Linked DNA regions of Mus musculus: region 2 is linked to region 1. A link is a contact called in public Hi-C data. All regions are on one chromosome and are shown on one strand. Each heading gives the region's core, a stretch centred on a gene start, on an enhancer-like site or on the middle of the called end of the contact. The rest is flanking DNA. Distances are from core to core; before and after follow the strand shown.

The links. Hi-C and Micro-C count contacts between places; a contact is called where the count stands out from the background.
Region 2: a contact with region 1 is called in a Hi-C map of forebrain, with 2.0 times the contacts expected there. The contact joins the enhancer-like site here to the promoter of E130006D01Rik in region 1. A contact is called at or near these places in 3 of 484 Hi-C or Micro-C datasets (cortical neurons and forebrain) and 1 of 115 datasets of contacts at active chromatin or transcription factors (embryonic stem cells).

What each region holds. Positions count from the first base shown.
Region 1 is chr5:111,759,364-111,765,195 of GRCm38.p6, reverse strand. It overlaps E130006D01Rik (RIKEN cDNA E130006D01 gene), which reads left to right and starts at 3,468. Exons shown (of 4, transcript NR_045834.1): 1 at 3,468-3,560.
Region 2 is chr5:111,699,708-111,706,147 of GRCm38.p6, reverse strand. No RefSeq gene overlaps it. Among named protein-coding and RNA genes, the nearest start is that of Gm36481, 4.8 kb to the left of the region's middle. Within about 2 kb of position 2,362, at least 19 of the 459 cell types and tissues checked have an H3K27ac peak or open chromatin away from gene starts, as enhancers often do. A contact at or near this core is called in cortical neurons and forebrain, where this site is marked.

The DNA of each region.
Region 1 (5,832 bases), core at 2,219-4,718:
GAGGTTTAGTCCATTATCATCGTGGTGGGAAGCATGGCAGCATGTAGGCAGACAGTGGTGACTGGAGGAGCCGAGAATTCTACATCTTGATCCGAAGGCAGCCAGGAGGAGAGACTGTTCTGTGAGCAGCCAGGAGGAGACAGAGTTCCATACTAGGCATAGCTTGAGCATGGGAGTTCTCAAAGTTCACCCACACAATGACACGCTCTCTCCAGCAAGGCCACATCTCCTCCAACAAAGCCATACCTCCTAATATCGCCCCTTCCCGTGAAACAATTCCTATGAGCCCACAGTTTGGAGGATCCCAGGTTCTGAGTTCTGTGCCCTGGAGACCATGAGATGAGAGGGATGTGGGCTCAGCAGCCTTCCAATTAGTGCTTCTTCACTAAAGTGTCACCTGCCAGTGTGTTTCTCAGCACCTATGGCCCTTGAGAGCTGCCTAGGTTGGTGGTAAGTACAGCCATGAAGGCACACCTTGGGAGGCCGTTTATCTAAAGTCTATAGCTAATAACAAAAAGCAGTGAGGGCCAGGAAGGCATCATCTTGGTGCCAACGAGGTAATGGCTTGTGACTGCATAGAGGTCCCAAACTTGAATGGGACCTATGGCCTATCAGCTATGTCTGCTGTGTGAGCATCTGGGAGCAGGGAAGTTTGGCCTCCATGCCAGGGATCTGTCATGTCTGGTCACTGACTGGTGTAGCAGCCTGAGCAGTCAGACAGTGAGCACTTGCACAGGTTCCATCCATTCTGATCTGGCTGTGGTTGGAGAAGGCATGCCCCCCTCTTATTCAGTGCTAAGGAGGAGTTCAGCATTGGCACATGGATCCCCCAGATGGGCACTGAGTACCTTCTGGATTCGGTGCCCTTTGCTGTCAGAGAGCAGGCTGGGAAGGAACTCCAGGCAACAGAGCAAGCCGCTGCAGCCATAGCGGTTCCTGAATGCGACTGAGGTGGTGGCCAGAGGAAGGAATGTGAGGGATGGAGGGTAGGGAGGGGCTGCTCAGAGATATTCTGGAACTTGGGGTGTCCTCTGAACGGTGACACATCAGGGAAGGGCTTTCTTCTTACAGGGTGCTGTGAATGGTCACCTGGGAGAAATCTGTGCTGCTGTCCCAAGCTACCTGCCAACAACAACCTCCATGCTGTTCCCACTGCCCCCCCACCCCATAGGAACCTTGAGTGGACACTGCCTGGTGGTGGCCTGCAGATGCACATTTGTGTGCCAGATCGCCAGCAGGTGTTGGGGCCTGAATTTCCTTCCTATTCTTTATGACCTATTGATCTGCCATCCACTTCCAGGTACAGGTTCAGGAGGGCCCAGGCACTGAACCCTGTTCTCCGATCTTCTGTCCACATGACCCTGCTAAGACCTAAAATGAATGTGGTGCGACTCCAGGGCCTGTGGTCTGTGGAGGTCAGACATGCAGTGTGGCGGCTGTCTGGATCACAGCCCACACCTGGAGAAAGGACGCATCTCCTCTTCACTCATCCCTCATTCTGTTCCAATACCCCATCTAACACAGTGGATGTGTCAGGCCACTGTGCAGAGGGTTTAGAGCAGCAGCTCACATTGTGGGTACCGGGCAAACAGACACTAAACGCTGCATGGTGCACACCACTGGGCTCTTCAAGCCTATGCTTCTAATCCACAAAGCATTCGTTTGACTAGCTACTCCGTTCTATGCTGTTCCGTCTGGAGCCGTCTCCTTGCGCGACATCCAGCCGGAGCGGCCACACCAAGTTCTCTCTGCTCCTGGCCCTGTAGCCAGACTGACTCTGGGTAAGGGTTGGTCCTAAATAGCTAAGGGGAGCTGATAATAGACAGTTCAACCTTGAAACAAGGAAGTGGGGCAGCCTGCTTCCCAGTCTCCAGCCCCTTTGCGAAGGAAGTGGAGGCTTTGCTGCTGCCCCAGCCCAGGAGTCCTGTCGATTACCTCCTGGATAGAGAGAGAGACTGGATGACAAGGAGCTAAGTGTTCCCATAATTCCTAAAGAAGGCTGGACCCACCTGCTTGCTGGGAGCAGGTCAACAATTGAGCAGTGCTTCCAGGTTACCCCACACAGTGCAGGAACCTCAGCATGTCCTGGTAATGCCAGGGGCAGCAGCATGAGTAAGGGATGCTATGTGCCCTGTAGCAGATCTGCAAAGAGGCCAGGCTGGTGGGCAGTGCTGGCCTTCCTTCCAGCCCCTCTTTGACGAATGTGGTTATGGAATTTGCTTTACTAACCGGACTGTTAGTAGACATCATGCCGTCAAAGACAGAGGTCCGAAGTGTGTGTCTGTATTTCTGTGGCGCACGAGCTCTCCCTTCTTGCCTAGGCCCTGCCATGAGACCTCAGGACAGGTCTGACTCAGACCTGAAGCCTGCAGCCTGCAGCCTATAGCTGAGCCCCAGAAGGGACTGCAGAACTTAGCACAAGCCTGGGCTCCCCAGACCCCTAAACCAAAAAGAGCAGTAAGCGCTGTTGTGACCAGTGATCTGCGGAGACCACTTATCATGTAGTAGTAGCAGTATAGTAGCTAGCTGGTACAACGAATTGCTGTTCCTGGGTTCTTATGACAGACTGCCAGGCATAGTCCACGATGCTAGATAAATAAGTGTCCCTAAGACTCTGTAACTGTCGTAGTTTGTGTAAAGAGAATCACTCTACCACAAAAGGATGCATTTTTAGAGTCTAACCTTAGACCATAGCTGTCTATACTAAGATGTTGACTAACCATAACTGTGTTTAGCATTAATAGCCTCCCTGAGATCACACCCTCTCTCTCACAGCCAGAGCCAAGGCCCGTCCTTCTCGAGTGGGGTCAAGTACCCTCCCAGGACCACCCGCCCACATCCACCAACACGCCAGCCTGCCTCTCCTTGATGTTCGCCAGGAACCAGAGAGAAGTGTTGAATATGTTCTTGGCTACTTTTCCTTGCAACTCCCAGCGGCCCTGCTTACAAACTGAATCAGTTATCAGCTAGTTAGACTGCAGTCCCGGGAGGCGCCGCCCGCATACGGATGGGGCGCATGCATTATTCAGCGAGGAGCCGGGAGAAATGAGCAGCGCGTCCAGAGCCAGAACAGCAGTGGCAGTAAGGGAATAATTAGCGGGCTGTCACTCCTCCTTGTCAGGGCTTCCTCCCTCAACACATGAGGGAAAATAAAAAAATAAATCTTATTTTTTTTTTTTTTTTAAGAAGAAGAAGAAGAAGAAAAAAAAAGGCAGAGTGGATCATCTTGCTCCCGAGGCAGCTGGTAGGCTAAAATGTGACACCAAAGAAGCCAGAAGCTGGTCGCTGGTTTGGTTCACAAAGCCAAGGCCTGGAGACCCCCACCCCACCCCCACACACACCATTATCTTATCGACTCTCCTTCCTGCTTGGTGATTCCCGAGTGCAGCCCCGCCTTTCATTCAGATGTCCACGCGTTTCCATAGCACCAGAAACGAAATGTCTCCTTGAAAGGGAAGGGTGGTCCTGGGAGGGGACATTAGGACTTAGCACGAGAGCCACCGGGCTCTGGGCTGCGGAGGAGGTTGGAGGTGACCTTCCAGAAGGAACGTGGGACAAGGGTGAGGAGCTGGAGTCCAAAGCCAAGCTGGCTCCTTGGGGGGTTGTGTTGGGGGGGGGGGGGACTGCGCATAAGATTATTCATGAGTTTACGCACAGAAACGAATCATTTCGCTGAGTGGCTTCCTCTTTCTCAAGGAAGCTATTTTTATTTATCTATTAATATCTTGCTGGAATTTTTTCAGGGGGGGTGCGGTTGATACACGCTGGTTTGTCATTTAAGGTGTGAAGGTCTGGGATATGGGGGGAAGGATCGGTGACCGCCCCCTCCAGAAAAATAGCCAAGAACCAGTGAGAGGAGTGGTAGGAGGGGCCAGGATGGCTTTGTGTTTGATCTGTGCCTCTGCTCCTAGGAGACTTGAGACTTTCTTGGCTTTCTGCCCTTCTGATGCTGTGGCACTCACCTCATCGGGACAGGAGTTGCTTTGTATAAGAAGCGGCTGCAGGAACAGGCAGACACACAGCTAAGAATGACCCTGGGGATCCAGAGCAAATCAAAGACCCAGGAGACGCCAGGCTCAGCTCTAGGGTGGCTCTCATTTGGTAAACATGTCATGTCATAAGAACCCCTCTGCTCTGTTAGTAAAGCTCACCTTAGGGTGAGAGGAATTTTTTGTTTTTGTCCTACAAAGTCAGAGTTAAAGGGAATGCCTTCATGAGCCCAGACTTAGAAAGACCATTAACAGGTACACCACTGCTTTTTTTACCTGATCCTGGCAGACATGACTAATCCATGCTAGAGCACTCAATGGACATCTAAGCCTTAAGAGGATGCCAAAAGGAAAGAGGTGCTACCGGGAAAAAGCTCTACGAGACCCTGTATTCATGGGCGTGGGAGGTAGCTGATCCTCAAGGGAGCAGGAAATAACATTGTGGAATTAGACTATATACTCTGAAACAGCCAAGCAGTTCTGCAGAGGGAGACTGAACCGGAGTTAAGATAGCTGTGACCTCACACAGGACTGTCTGAGTCTGAGGCCTCAGCTCTGCCATGTAAGAAACATGTTTGGGGTAGAGATTCAATGGGAAGCAGCATGGAGAATCTAATGGGGTGCCTCATTTCCTACACGTTGCTTCCCTGGCTCAGTATACTAGCCACATTGAGATCATGTGCTCTGGAACAGATTAGCAATGTCTGCTTGGGCACTGAGAAAAGAAATACTGTTATGCTTGCTATGGTACCTTATGCCTGGCAGACACCTGCTCAAGCCAATTGTGATCCTGGGAATTGTCTCAAGCCCTTTAGTTAAATTTAGCTCTCTTCAAACTTCTGCTGCTTCCTTTTATTATTTCTTTCTTTCTTTCTTTCTTTCTTTCTTTCTTTCTTTATTTATTTATTTATTTACCATGACCCTTCCTCATTGCATTGGATCTTCAGGGGACAGGCCAGGATTCAGTCACTTTCTGTCCCCAACAGCCAACACAATGGTTGGCATATCCATAGTATTCCCCACGAACATTGGTTGAATGAAAAAAATGATTTTATCCTTAGAAAATCTGACCCCTTTCTGGGCCTGACGTCAGGTAGTCAACCCAAACTGACCCTTATTACATACATACATACATACATACATACATACATACATACATACATACATTTGTGTTTGTGTGGGTGGTGTTGGTGGATGCACACATGCCATGGGGTTTCTGGGACTGAATTCAGGAATGAAACATGAATGTTAAGACACCTCTGCTTCCCACATTATCCCTTCTGGGAGATCCTTTCTGTCTTCCCATACTTTCCTTGCATGCAGAGGCTCCGAAAATGGCCTTCAAGGGAATCCTGTGGTACACACCATCCTCCCTTTCTCCCTGTGTCTCCCAGAGCTCTGCATGGAAGGCTTTAACTAGAGGGAGGGGAGGGTGCCAAGGGGCCTTGGGACACTGCCACCGGGGAGGGGAGGAGGCTGATGGCAGAGATATGGACAGCTTGGCTAGTGGCCAGCAGAGACATTGTAAAAACCGAATATCCAGCCAGGTGAGACAAACAGAACCCAGTGATAGACCACTTCTTGAGGAATAGTGGTGGGCAGTCTCCACACATCCCAGAGATGGTTCTAGCCAAGTGCTACCTGTAGCCCTGTGACAAGAGCCTTTACCAAATTTGTATTAGATGGGATGGTTGGTCCTGGTTGTCAGCTTGATGGGATTTAGCATCACCATGGAAACAGAGCCCTGATCATTTCTGTGAAGGAACCTGGACTGGACTGAGGTGGGGAAACCTACCCTGATCATGGGTGGCACATCCTGTGGGCTGCGGGCCCAGACTTGGTA
Region 2 (6,440 bases), core at 1,113-3,612, 58 kb after region 1:
GTGATGGAGACGGGGGAGACGAGAGGTGAGCAACAGAAGGAAGCTGATTGAATGGAAAGGAAACACAGAAGGAAGAGAAGGTCAGACAAGAAGATCTAAGAGGCAAGAGAAGGGCTGGGGTCTGCCCAGTGCATGTCAGGCCCTGGATCTAACCCAGTGACACACGTACACAAGGTAGGCTAAGGGCCATGAAGGGAAAACAAAGGAGAAAAGATGAGAGGGAGAGCCAGAGAAAGGAAGGGAATGAGAGGAAGCAGACATGTCACCTAGGAAACAATCAAGAGCCAAGAGGGTCAAGGGAGAGTGGGGAGAGCAGACAGATGACAGACATAAAGTAAGAATGGCAGACCAACAGATATGAAGTGAGGACAACAGACAGACATGATGCCCAAAGACAATGTCTCATTCCTTGCCCAAGGTCCCAGGACTCTCATGATGGTCAATGTCGGCAGCACCAAGACCCAGACATATGGACACGTTCACGCCCAGTGACCGCCCACCTCTTGGTCTTCCCTCAGTTGCATTTTATAAACCTTGCCAAAAAACCCACCCTGATTCCCCCAGAAGTCCCAGAGAAGGCCAGAAGCAGTGTGGCTACAATGTGACCTTGTGTGGCTCCTTTCTGTGTGTCCTGGGTTCAAGTAGGCATGGAGCCCACCATGACTGTTCCCATTCCTTGGGCTCATCATTCCAAAGGCCAGGTGATTGCTGAGTTTGGGGTGGGTGTCCCCTAAAGACTTGTGTGCCCAAGGCTTGGTCTCAGGGGAGCTGTTTTGGAAGGTTGGACCACTGGAAGGGAGGATGGACTGTCCTTCATCCTCAAGGGGATCGCTCATGGGGTCCCAGTCTCCTGCTTTGTGGGCATACAATGAGAATTGCTATGTGCACATGGGGACCAGATGTAAGCCCCTTGAGACAAAATCTCTGAACTTAAAACTAGGCTGATGTGCAAATCCCTGGAAGCCATGATAAAAAGCCAAGTGTGGCCAAGAGTGTTTGGAACCCCAGTACCATGAGAGGCAGAAGCCAGAGGACCAGAGAGGCTTGCTGGCCATCTGCTCCCCACCCCCTTTTCTGTCTCTGTTTCTCTCTCTGTCTCTCTGATTCTGTTTCTCTTTCTCCATCTCTCTGTCTCTCTGTCTCTGTTTTTCTTTTTCCATCTCTCTGTCTCTCTCTGTTTCTCTATCTCTCTGTGACTCTGTTTCTCTCTGTATGTTTCTCTTTCTCTGTCTCTCTGTCTCTCTGTCTCTCTGTCTCTCTGTGTCTGTCTCTGTCTCTCTGTGTCTGTCTCTCTGTCTCTCTCTGTCTCTGTCTTTCTGTCTCTCTCTCTCTCTCTCTCTCTCTCTCTCTCTCACACACACACACACACACACACACACACACACATACACCACAAAGACATTTCAAAGAAAACTTCATTTTAACCCCAAAGAGTGAATTTCTGCTCCCCAAAGAGCAAATTGCCATGCAGCTTTCCCAGGACAGTGACGATGGCGACAGCCACTAGCTACTGTGCTTTTCATACGCTCGCCTTCTGGGCTCTGTGTCACGTGTCTTATAATTCATCATTAGCTGGCTTCTTCTTGTGATTCGCTTCTTTAGCGTCTTCTCTGAAGTCTCCAGGTTAGCTATTTTCAGAGCCCCGAAGCTGAGCAGTTGAGAGACGGTGTGGAAGCCACTGACTTCTACCTACACACATGATTATTTTACATGCCTCCCTTAGTGTGCAGTCAGCCTCTGTTCCCACAGCAACACACCCTCGGTCGGCTTCATCCAGCACTTTACAGAAGCTATTTTTATTGTATTTATTTATTTATAGGAGGTACACATGACACTGTACATGTGGGGGTCAGAAGACAACTTTGACATTTGATTATCTCTTCCCACCATGTGGGTCCTGGGGATTGAACTCAGGTCAGCAGGATTGGCTGCAGTTGCCTTTACCCCCTGAGCCATCTCTCTGGCCCTCTTCAGACCATTTTCAATGCAGAACCTGTCATCATTCTCCAGACAATGAGGTGCAGCAACTGTCTCCACAGCTGTCATGTTGAAGCAGGGGTCAAAGGTCACATGGGAGTGATTGACATGTGCAGCAGCCTCCTCAGCAAATGCCGCAACACTCCACTGTATGTAAGGGATGGGCATCCCAGATCCTGGTGCCCAGGGAGGTCTGGAGGCAAGCCCTGTGGTTGCTGAGAAGGGACTGAATATGTCATACACTACATCCCATTACACACATTGTATAGAATGTATAATGTAACACAGTGTGCTTGTCATACCACACATTTCCATGTGTGTGACATGCCACGCGGATGTCGCACACGGGAGCCCTGGCAACGGCAGGGAGAGAAAGCAGAATCCGGGTGTGCAGCCCAGCTAGGATCAGGTGTCTTACCATTAATAACTAGGCACAATTATGCAGGAATGTTTCCAAGGCTTTGAACAAACCCTGTTTACCTTCAGCCTTACAGAGCGAGGGGAGGGGCATCCAAGGGAATTTTAATCTTAGACTAGAGACTTATTTTTACCCTAAGATGGCTTGATGAGGGGTGGGTGGGGGCACGATTTAATCAGGAATGTACTTGGCATGCAAGCATGAGAAATGGAGTTCAGGTTTCCAGAACCTACCAAAAAGCCAGGTATGGTGGTACACATTTATAACCCAGTGCTGACGATGGGGAGATGGAAATGCCTGGAGTTCGCTGGTTAGCCTGACTGGTAAGCAAATGACAGACCCCATCTTAAAGGGAGCAAGAAACATCTAGAAAGAGGTCACCTGAGGTAGGTATCCTCAGTCTTATACATGTAGGGGCACATAGGTGTACCTCCTCCAACACACACACACAGACACACACACATACACAGATACACACACATACACAGATACATAGAGAGAGACAGACAGACAGATAGACATAGAGATACACACAGATACACAGAGACAAACAGACAGAGAGACACAGAGAGATACACATTCATACACAGATACATGCATATATACAGATACATGCATACATACATATATACACACAGAGATACACACAGAGAGAGACACAGATACACACATATACACAGATACACACACATACATAGATACACACAGAGATATACCCACACTCAGATACACACACACATACACAGACACAGAGAGATACACACACATATACACAGATACACACAAAGATATACAGATGCAATTACACACAGAAATACACAGATACACACAGACAGACAGACAGTCAGACAGACAGACAGACACCGAGATACACAGACACATACACAGATACACACAGAGAAACATACACACTCAGATATACACACATATACAGATACAGACACATACACAGATGCACACACACATACACAGATACACATAGAGAGAGACAGACACAGAGAGATACACAGATACACACAGAGATACATACACACTCCGACACACACATACACAGATACACACACACAGATACATACACAGTCAGACACACACATACACAGATACACACACATACACAGATACACACAGAAATACATACTCAGATACACACACAAACATACACACACACAGAGATACAGATACACACTTACACACAGAGACAGGCAGACAGACAGACAGACACACACACACACAAAATAGGTTCACTTGGAAGAGACACACAGAGCCAAGTGATGACCATTCCTGCTGTGCACAGATGCTGGGTCCCAGAACATCTGCAGGAGTGAGAGCCGGCGTCCTTTTTATTCACAGTGGGAACCCCGGAGCATATTGCTGCTGACCAGCAGGACTCTGAAAAGCTCTGCCTCACTCAGGCCCCTCCCTGGCATGGAGGGGGCCTGACCCATGTCCTCAACAGCATTTGTGGTACCCTATCCTCTTTCTCTGGGTAACAGGGCCAGGCCTCTAGACCTTTGTCACCGACCACAGAACTAGTAGCCTCTCGGCTGAGCTCGCTCATCCACTCACACTGCTGAGGCCGAAACTAAGTCCTTTCCTCACTTAAGACAGAGGAAGATGCAGAGTCCGTCAGCTTGGAGAGCCACGGAATACTCGGGGACCACAGGACTTTCATAAAAGGCAATTTCTGTAGCTCGCCGCGGGGATAAAAGCGATGGTATTTTTCCTTTCTTTTGCTTTGGAACTTGATGAAATCATGAGATTATCCGATGGGGGGTGGGGGGGAAGATGGGCTCCCCACAGGGGCCGTGCCTCAGGGGCTGCAGGGGCGGGGCCGCAGGGGCGGGGCCGCAGGGGAGGGGCCGCAGGGGCGGGGCCGCAGGGGCGGGGCCGCAGGGGCGGGGCCGCAGGGGCGGGGCCGCGGGCGCCTTACCAGATGAGCCATGCCTGGCAGCCCACTCTGCAGTGTTAGCTGTCCATGGTGTCTATGCTACTGAGGACCATCCTTTCTTTCCCCTCCCCATCAGAGGATCTCCCATGCCGGCCTTAGCTCTTGCTCGAATGATCTCAGGGACACTGGTTCCAGAGCACTAAGAGGACAGCAGACACCTTCGCCTGCCCCAGAGCTACCACCATCCTCTCCTGAGTCAGAGGGCTTGGTTCTGCAAGATTGCTTTATGAAAGAAACAGATCCGCGGCTGCTGGTGTATCACTGGAGTCACCTGGTCGTGTGACCTTGAACAGGTCACCCGAGAATGGCCAGCCTGATGTCTGAATGATTATACCCTCTGTGACTGCGCTTCATCCGTAAAACCAGGCCTCAGAGGGTAACAGGCTGATGTCCCTGGTGATGCCCACAATCCCCAAGGACCTTGCTGAGTGACATTCATGTTCTCCACAGAGGCCTGAATACTCACCTGTAGGACAGAGAGTAGTTGTCAAGTCAGGACTTGGAGACTGGCAGATCAGGTACAGATCTTTGAGTCCTGAGATCAGGTACAGTCCCTGATTGCATCAAAATGCTGGTCTCAGCCCTGGGTGGGCACAGAGACTCTGCCACTCTTCTGGAACGTAGGTGGTAACACTGTGATCTTTGTGTTAATTTCTGTTTAGACACCTAGACGGTAATTGTTAGAATTCACCCACAGACAACCGGGATGTGGGGGCTCAAGGATTCCATATCTGAGGATTCAGTCAACTCCAGATCCAAAACAAAAGAAAAAAAAAAAAAAACATATCGCGGAAAATGCCAAAACTCAGAATTTTGAACCCACTGCAGGCTGCTCCTGTTGGCTCAAATCTCTCAGCCATTGTGTGTACAATCCAGTGGCCGCCTCTGCATTGAACAGAAACTTTGCCCTCAACGCCCATTCCCTGTTCCTTAAGCAACATAGATTTCTAGAGCATTTACGTCAGTGTGCAACGGGTCTCCTTGGGAGGATCTGTGTGCAGACATTCTCACACACTCTGCACATCAGAGGGGCTCTCCAGCCAGTCCCCACGAGGATGCTGCAGGCATTGTACCTGTTAACTGGGCATCTACTAATTCCCAAGCGCCAGCCGGATTCCCAGCATGCAAAGCTGACCCACCTGATCCTCGGGTGGTCACTGTCCAGAGGAAGGTCAGTCACCTAGAAGACAGGAAAATGCTGCATGAGACTTCAGAAGGAAGCAAGCACTTGAGGCCACCTCCCAGAAGGAGGGGGAAAATGGGGCCCTGGTAGTTGTTTATCCATGGGAGTTGTTTCCCCACACAGGTATTAAACAGCCAAAGACGCCCCATGCAGGGCCCCACCTCCCAGATACTAGGGAAGGTTGCTGTTCCTAGGCACTTCCGGGTCACAGTGCCGGACTTCACACCTGGGCAGGATACTGTCTTTATCCCTCCTTTGGGGAGACAAATGACTCCCCCACGGGCTCCAAACTAAGCCCATAGACAGCAGCCCTGGGCCCCCACCCCTAAGATCTCGAGACTGTAAGGTCCAGGAACAAACAGAAAAACGAAAAAATTATCATTTGCTTAGGAAACCCAGAAAGTCACCCCAGAAAGATGCACAGGCGGAGCTGGGTCCTAAAGAGCTCACCCACCCACCACGGTGAAGTCAGCCGGTTTAGGTCACGCTCCGCCCTGATCTTCCCAGGCCTAGATTTAAAAATGGAACATCTGCGCTGATTTAATTTACATCTTAATAACAAACAGGCCTCGAGAAACCAGCGGATAAATGCCTTTTATTGCTGGCGTATCTTTTGCGCCACAGCTTGAATGAAAACTCTGGTAATTAATTGTTTTAAGCGATTCTATTAAAACGTGTCTGGGAGAGCCGCACACTGCATGTTTATGTGGCCGACTGCGGCAGGAATAGACTGGGGCTGCCACCCGGGCCTCGCTGGGTCATTTCCTGCCTCTGCCATGCGCAGACCTACTTATTTGTTTGTTTGTTTGTTTGTTTGTTTATTCGTTCGTTCATTTATTTATGTTTATTTACTTCCAGACAGAGATCTGTAAAGCCGGCTCATCTCCCTATCATGTTTCTTCTAGCTCTTCATG